Linked DNA regions of Sus scrofa: region 2 is linked to region 1. A link is a contact called in public Hi-C data. All regions are on one chromosome and are shown on one strand. Each heading gives the region's core, a stretch centred on a gene start, on an enhancer-like site or on the middle of the called end of the contact. The rest is flanking DNA. Distances are from core to core; before and after follow the strand shown. Region 1 has its middle 60 kb from the start of IVNS1ABP. Region 2 has its middle 170 kb from the start of HMCN1.

Evidence for each region. Hi-C and Micro-C count contacts between places; a contact is called where the count stands out from the background.
Region 2: a contact with region 1 is called in a Hi-C map of liver, with 4 times the contacts expected there. The contact joins two enhancer-like sites. A contact is called at or near these places in 1 of 5 promoter capture datasets (liver), 4 of 47 Hi-C or Micro-C datasets (epiblast stem cells and liver) and 1 of 2 datasets of contacts at active chromatin or transcription factors (alveolar macrophages).

Annotation. Positions count from the first base shown.
Region 1 is chr9:126,538,055-126,541,912 of Sscrofa11.1, forward strand. No RefSeq gene overlaps it. Among named protein-coding and RNA genes, the nearest start is that of IVNS1ABP, 60 kb to the left of the region's middle. Within about 2 kb of position 1,902, at least 2 of the 83 cell types and tissues checked have an H3K27ac peak or open chromatin away from gene starts, as enhancers often do. A contact at or near this core is called in liver, where this site is marked.
Region 2 is chr9:126,681,807-126,685,664 of Sscrofa11.1, forward strand. No RefSeq gene overlaps it. Among named protein-coding and RNA genes, the nearest start is that of HMCN1, 170 kb to the right of the region's middle. Within about 2 kb of position 1,820, at least 12 of the 83 cell types and tissues checked have an H3K27ac peak or open chromatin away from gene starts, as enhancers often do. A contact at or near this core is called in liver, where this site is marked.

The DNA.
Region 1 (3,858 bases), core at 652-3,151:
AGTTTGATCAGGTCCCATTGGTTTATTTTTACTTTTAGTTCTGTTGCCTTGGGAGACTGGCCTAAGAAAATATTTGTATGGTTGATGTCAGAGAATGTTTTGCCTATGTTCTCTTGTAGGAGTCTGATGGTGTGTTGTCTTACATTTATGTCTTTAAGCCATTTAGAGTTTGTTTTTGTGCATGGTGTGAGGGTGTGTTCCAATTTCATTGACTGGTATGCAGCTGTCTAGTTTTCCCAGCACCACTTACTAAAAAGACTGTCTTTTTCTCATTTTATATTTTGCCTCCTTTGTCAAAGATTAATTGACTGTAGGTATCTGGATTTCTTTCTGGGTTCTCTATTCTATTCCATTGGTCTGCCTGTCTGTTTTGGTATCAGTACCACACTGTCTTGATGACTATAGCTTTGTAATACTTCCTGAAGTCTGGGAGAGTTATGTCTCCTGTTTGGTTGTTGTTCCTCAGGGTTGCTTTGGCAATTCTGGATCTTTTGTGGTTCCATAGAAATTCTTGGATTGTTTGTTGTAGTTCTGTGAAAAATATCATGGGTAATTTGATAGGGATTGCATTGAATCTGTAGCGTTCCTTAATTATTGATATCCAATATCCCATAGTTAGTCCTTTTTCCTTTTAATGCTGTAAGAAATTGGGAACATGCAATACAAACCAAATCACACTTGTCTATAGCAGATATCGCTAACTGATTTTTGACAGTTTTCTCTGATTCCTGATGCTATCCTAGAATTCTCAAATGTTCTTCAGGCAACAATCAAGTGATCAGAGTTTGCAGATGAGAAGAAACTTATTCCATTTCTCTATTACATGCCCATCTTGAAAGAGCTCATCAGTAATCATGACTCAAAGTTTCAAAAATCCTGGGGCTTATTCATTAATGTTTTCAGCACATTGCATAATGCCTGGAAAACATGGCTTAAGTTGGATAAATATTTGAAGAACAAATGCTAAAATGTTTGATAAGTTAACAACACCTAGGTGTGTTCTGACATGTGTTGAGTGCTTGAATGCAAATAAAATCAAAATTTAAGTGGTCCTAGAGAATATACAAAGTAGTGACAATTTTACAATGAGGTACCTTCTGAGAAATTTTATTTCTGAACAAAACTTACTTTTTATACAACACTTTATAATTATTTTCAAATAAGTAAACTTAACATCTGTTCAATAATAAGAAACACCCAAGGGGGCTGTGGAAGCTTTCATTAGGAGTTTGAGGAGTAGGTAGTGAGCTAATCCAGCAGGCTGTTTTCCTCAAAGTTATAAATTTCAATTCAGTGGCTAGTAAGAATAAAATGTACTTTCTATTTATCCCTAGCCAAGGTTAAAGTAGTAGCACGTAACTTTACACTGTACTTTGTAACCTTTTGAAAGAATTATAAATCCTCAGTAATCTGGGTTACGGACTGATTTTTTTTCTGAAAATTGATTAAGTAAATAAATCTCTAAACTATTTATAACAAAGACACTTCCAATGTAACATATTTATAGAAGGAGAATAAAATGTTATAAACTTCAAGGCTGATTTTTCTCCTTCCTCATTGTCTCATTTTTAGGTTGATCAAAGAGGAGAATTATTTTACACCAGGGAAGTATTTTCCACTGAGGTAATATTACCTAAAATGTATTTATTTATTTATGTACTACCTTTATGATTTTTCTGTATTCTATAAAAGCCCAATATTACCTAGCACACAGTGCTAAATAAATGTTAGCAGTTATGATTGTATGTTATCAAAGATGCTTGGCTTAAGTTGAGGGTGAGAATTGTAAATTTTTCAAGGTATGTAATTATGCAGTCCAAAATGTGACCTACCCGCTCATATAGCATTTATGCTAGTGCACATTCAGTTTCAGGGTGTAACCAGAGAGCTCCAGCACAGAGGTGGGGTATAAGAGCCCAGGTCAGGAGGGCAGCTTGTTTATCACGTATCGATTTTCTTGTGCTGGTATTAACCAGCTTTTTCTGTAAAGGGTCTGTTGATAAATATTTGGGGTTTTGTGGCCATATGGTTTTTGTTGCAACTACTCAACTTTGCTGTAGCAGTGCAAAAGCAACCACAGATAATCCATAAATGAATGAATGTAGCTGTGTGCCAGTAAAATTTTATAAAAATAAAATTCTGGATTTGTACCAGGGATCATAGACCCCCTACTCCAGTGGTGTGGTTTTGGTGCTCAATTAGTTTTCTTACTCCTGTAGATTTTTTTTCATCTTATTTTGCTGTTTCATCCTGTGCATGTGTGTTTGAGGAGTGTGTGTGTGTATGTGTGTGTGTGTGTGTGTGTGTGTGTGTGCATGCCCCCCATTGCTACATGATTAATTTTTATCTCCCTCATTTTTAACGTGGACTGAACTTCAATTTGCTCTGATATAGGTACATTTTTCTGGACACTTCGCACCTTATTTGAGATTTGTTTCTCTTCCATTCAAAGTATGGTTTATAGGCTGCATATTGAGATGGGAGCTACATGCAGTCTTTATTGGAAGACTTGAGCTCTGTTCTATGATCTGAGGTTATGTTAAATATTCTGTAACGGAGATCAGTTAAACTAGTTAGGAGTATATTTTACTTTTGGACAGATTCTCTCGGGCTTTAGTGGATTTTTCTGTTCCTCGCGGAGCCCTGGAAAATGGTAAAGTCTGGAGTCTTAACTCCCCCTTTTATCACCTATGCTCACCTATGCACGCCTTTGCTTCACTTAGCTCCAAGTTGTGGGAAGTGTTGGCAAGAATTTTCTGGACGTATTTAATCAAAAATGTTGGTGCAATATTTTTTTCTGGTAAATGGGAACAGGATTAGTAGACATTCTCTATCCCTCTTATTTCTTTCTTCTTTTTTTTCTCAGATGCCTCTTTTCAAAGTCTATGGCATTAGGCTTTGACTCTTTCCTTGAATGCTAACTGAGGACTTGTTTTTCTTCTTGCTATTCACGTTGTTTATTTGCCTATTTTATTTATTCTCGAGCAGAATAGTATGGTGGTTAAAGACGCAAGCTCTGGGTTTAGACCGCTTGGGATCAAATCTCAGGTCTACCAATTACTGGTTCTGATTTGTGCTTCAGTTTCTAGATCTGTAAAATGAGATAATAATAGTATTGTTTATTTCATAATGGCATTATATTATTGAATGAAATGATTTGTGTAAAAGTATAATACCTGTCACATATTAAACACTATCTAAATTTTAAATATTATTTATCTATGTTTTTGAATTTTTTTTGTTTTAACAAATATTGTGATAGGTGATTTTGCTGTTTGATTCCCTCTGCCATATTGACCTTCTGCTATACCATTTGCGAAAATCTATAGTCACTCTTTAGTAGAAAATAAACCTCAACAGCTTATAACAAACTGTGCTATAATCACGTGTATACAGTAGAAGAAGCAGAAAGAAAAAAGGCATTTAATATGCTTAATAAATAAGCAAATTGGAAAGAGTTAGCTTTGCAGCTTTGCTTACAAATGAAATTAATTCATTTTCAACTCTGGGTAGACTTGATTTATTCTGCCAGCCTGGCTCATGTATGACTTGACTCACTTCAGAGCATACACTTTCGGCTTTGTTTTGTCTGTTTTTCTCAAATCAAAGCTCTCCAAATCCTCTCTCCTGACCTTGTCCTTTGGGCACAAATGTCTTTTCTCATCTCTTGCCACCTGGAACGATACTGGTTCCACTCTTTACTTTATTTCCCCCGTAATGGAAGCCTTTGTACTCCTGGCTTGAAATGGCAGAGAGGTTGGTTATGACATGTTTATATTTTCACCCAGAATTTTAGGTTCAGACTTTGTCCTTCATTTAATTTGATTCTGGGGTTTAGGGTGAAAGGAGTCTATGAAA
Region 2 (3,858 bases), core at 570-3,069, 140 kb after region 1:
ACAACCCTTCTGTAGCAAAAACACTAATATACCTCAGCAACATTAGATTAGAAGCTTTTGAAAAGGTAGGAACTGTGCCTTGTACTTCTATTCATGGGCTTTGTACATAACTGATGTGTAATAAATAATTTTTAAAAGTTTTATCCTCTCAGTAAGTAAAAAATTTATAGGAAATATAAAAATCACTTATTATCCTGGTAGCTGGAGATAATTACTATCGACAGTTTAGTATGAGCCAGAGGGTGGTAAGCTTTTTCTGTAAATAGACAAATAGTAAGTATTTGAGGCATCTCAGACATTGAGGTCTCTCTCTCAACCACTTTGTTCTGCTCTTGTGGCATAAAAGCAGCTGTAGGCAATAGGAGACAAGACAATCTGTAAATAGTGTGTGTGCCTGTATTCCAATAAATCTTTATTGACAGACACAGGCTGGTTGGATTAGGCCTGCTGGTTATAGTTTGCTGACCTCTGCATACACTGTCCTTTAAGCCCACATATATGTAATATGTATAATAATATATTTTTTATTTTATTTTATGTTATTTGCTTTTTAGGTCTGCACCTGCAGCATATGGAAGTTCCCAGGCTAGGGGTCGAATAGGAGCTGCAGCAGCAGGACTACGCCACAGCGGACAGGGATACAGGATCCAAGCTGAGTCTGCGACCTACACCACAGCTCATGGCAACACCTGATCCTTCAACCCACTGAACGAGGCCAGGGATTGAACCTGCATCCTTATGGATCCTAGTCGGTTTGTTAACTGTTGAGCCACAAAGGGAACTCCATGTATTATAATATAAATGTAACATATAACACACACACACACAGTGGTTTTTAAAAATGACATCATAAAGAGATTACTAGATATCCTTTCAGATAATGGAGCCTCTGGGGACTGTCTGTCCTATAGAGCATGGATATTCAATTGCTCCAGAGGGAGCAAAATTATTTCTTTAGAGGTGGGGGAAAAACTTAGCTAATGCATGGTTTGTGGCTCTCCAAATTTCAGCTCTACTCAACAAACTCTTATTCCTTAGTATTTAATTTGGAGGAGGAGAGTGTTAGGTAAAAATGTCTAAAAAGTCTCCTTAGGAAGGTAATAATGAAAAAACTATTGAGGAGCATTGCTATATGAAACTTTGATTAGGATTTTTTTTAACTCCATAGTCAGTAGATAACTGACATTATTGTAAAGGCAAATAATTCTTGTCTATAGTCTTGCAAATGACTTCTGTGCAGTGGAGAGACCACCTCCATCCCCACTACCATCACCAAGAAAAAGCCAGGTTGTGTCCATCTGTAGGTTTACCACAGTGTTCATTAACCCCATGTAAATCTATGGTTCTTTAGCTTCTCCTTTGAGTCAGTTGAAACACTTGCCTGGTTCCCTCATTTAATAATAATGAGTTAAGTAATCATCTTTGACAACTGTATACTTTATATCTTATGAGGGTCATAGTTTTATCTTTTCAAAAAGAACAGTTCACAATTTCCACTGGTTTGTAACGATTCGCTTTCACTTGGCAGTATATCAAAATTCTTTCCATAACATTACATAGTTTGGAGATTGTAACTATTTACTAAATGAACAAGTCAATTTTAAATGATATTTTATTGTTGGAAAACAATGATTAATCATTTTATGAACAAGCGTAGATTCTTCTCTTAAAAAACACGGAGAATATGGGAAGCCATAAAGTGTGTCAAAAGCCTGTTACTTAATTTTTTTGGCATGCTGCGTGTTTGCCTTCAGTTCCACGTTGCCTTTTTTGAGGACGTGGGCCAGTGGACAGAGAGGCCAACACTATTTTCATGGCTCTGTTTGTTGACAGAAGGTTGCATGTGTCACTACTATGAATCTAAGATCATTTTGGGGACAGCACTGTGCCCTGGCCACCTCAGAGGTGCCCATGAGGTGTAGGACATTGAGTACAAGCCCATGCTTTACTTGGCTCAAGTGCTTGGTCAAGATTCCGGTTTGGCTTGCAATTGATTTCAGGAACGCGGTAAGGCCACTGTTTTTCTGGGCTCTGTGTTACATTGCCAACTCTTTATCCTCTTGGTATACAGACACCAACTTCTAACTCCTATATAAATGCTTTTTATAATTTAAAAATCTTAAAGTCTAAACAGAAGTTTTAGAACTGGATCCTGTTAGATTTATGTCTAATCTGTTAAACTCTTGTTAAGCCTGCCTCCCGTTGGACTTCCTTTGTGCTCCCTCCCTCAGTGTCTCAGTCTTTAAAACTGCCAAGTGAATGGGCAGCAAGTGCCAGTTCTTAGAATAATGTTTCTTACTTCCTTTCAGGAAACCAAATAAATAAATGTTTTATACACAGAGGGGAAGGCAAAAGGTAAGATAATATCAGTCCTACAAAGTGGATTCTAGTTATAGGACTGGGTAAGTGAGACAGAAGTCACCTCCCCCAGGATCCCATAAAAATTGTTATGAATCTGCAGCAGTGGTATAGCTAATCTGTTAACATTGTTTTCTCATTCTGTTGCAAAAAGTATAAAATGCAGCACTTTCAAGATCAACCAGCACTTTATAAAATGATGCCAAATTACCTCCAGAGGCAAGAAAGATGATCTAGATCTCTGATTTTAAAATTTCTAAGTTTTGACTTTGGGTAAAATCTGTTTAACGTTTTGGGATACAATCCTTTGGCAAATGTCTGCAATTCCTTTAGTAATCTCCCTGCCTACAGCAGCGGCTAAATGAAGCACTTGCTTTTTTATATGATAATGGCTTTTATCTTTATTATATAATCATATCCTGAAAATTAATACCAGTATAGCAACTCCATTAAAAACAAGCAGAGAAACTAGCCCTAAAGTCAAAATACCTATTACAAGCGTACCCAACCTCACTAACAACACAATTGCCAATTACAGTTGGGTGGGTTCATGTGTTTGTTTTAAAATCCTAACCATTTGTAGGTGTACAGTTCAGTGGCATAAAATACCTTCCCATCGTTGTGCAAAGAGCACCATCATCCATTTCCAGAACTTTCCGAGCTCTCCTCAGCCCCTGGCATGCACCATTGTACTCTCTGTTTCCATGAATTTGGACATTCTCGGTAACTCATATTAGAGAAATCATACAATATTTGTCCTTTTGTGACTGGCATATTTTTCTTAATTTCCTTAAGGTTCATCTATGTAATACCATATGTCAGAATTCCCCTCCTTTTTAAGACTGAATACTATTCCATTGTACACATATATGTACTACATTTTGCTTGTTCATTTATCTGTTCATTAAAACTCGAGTTCCTTCCATCTTCTGGCTATTGCGAATAATACTGCTCTGAACATGAGTATACAAGAACCTATTCAAGTCACTGATTTCAATTATTTTGAATAGATACCTCAAAGTGGAATTATTGGATCATATGGTAATTCTGCTTCTAATTTTTTGGTGAACTGTTGTGCTGTTTACTATAGTGGCTGTACCATTTTACATTCTCACAATAGATTCCAGTTTCTCTACATCCTTGCCAACACTTGCTATTTTCTATTTCTTTTTATAGTAGCTCTCTTAATGGGTGTAAAGTGGTATCTCAATGTAGTTTTAATTCACATGTCCCTAGTGATTAATGATGTTGAGCATCTTTCCATCAACTTATTGGACATTCATATCTTTGCTTTTTATTCAAGTCCTTGGCCATTTTAAAATCAGATTGTTTGCCTTTTTGTTGTTGGCTTTAAGCACTGGTATTTGTATACACATGTGGAAGATTAAGTTCAATGAGCCATAGGAATTTTTTTACACAATATCCAGACAAATCCTTGGGGTAGTTTAGAGAATTACCCAGCTGATGATTGGGGGAACTCCCTTGAAGCTATAAAAACTC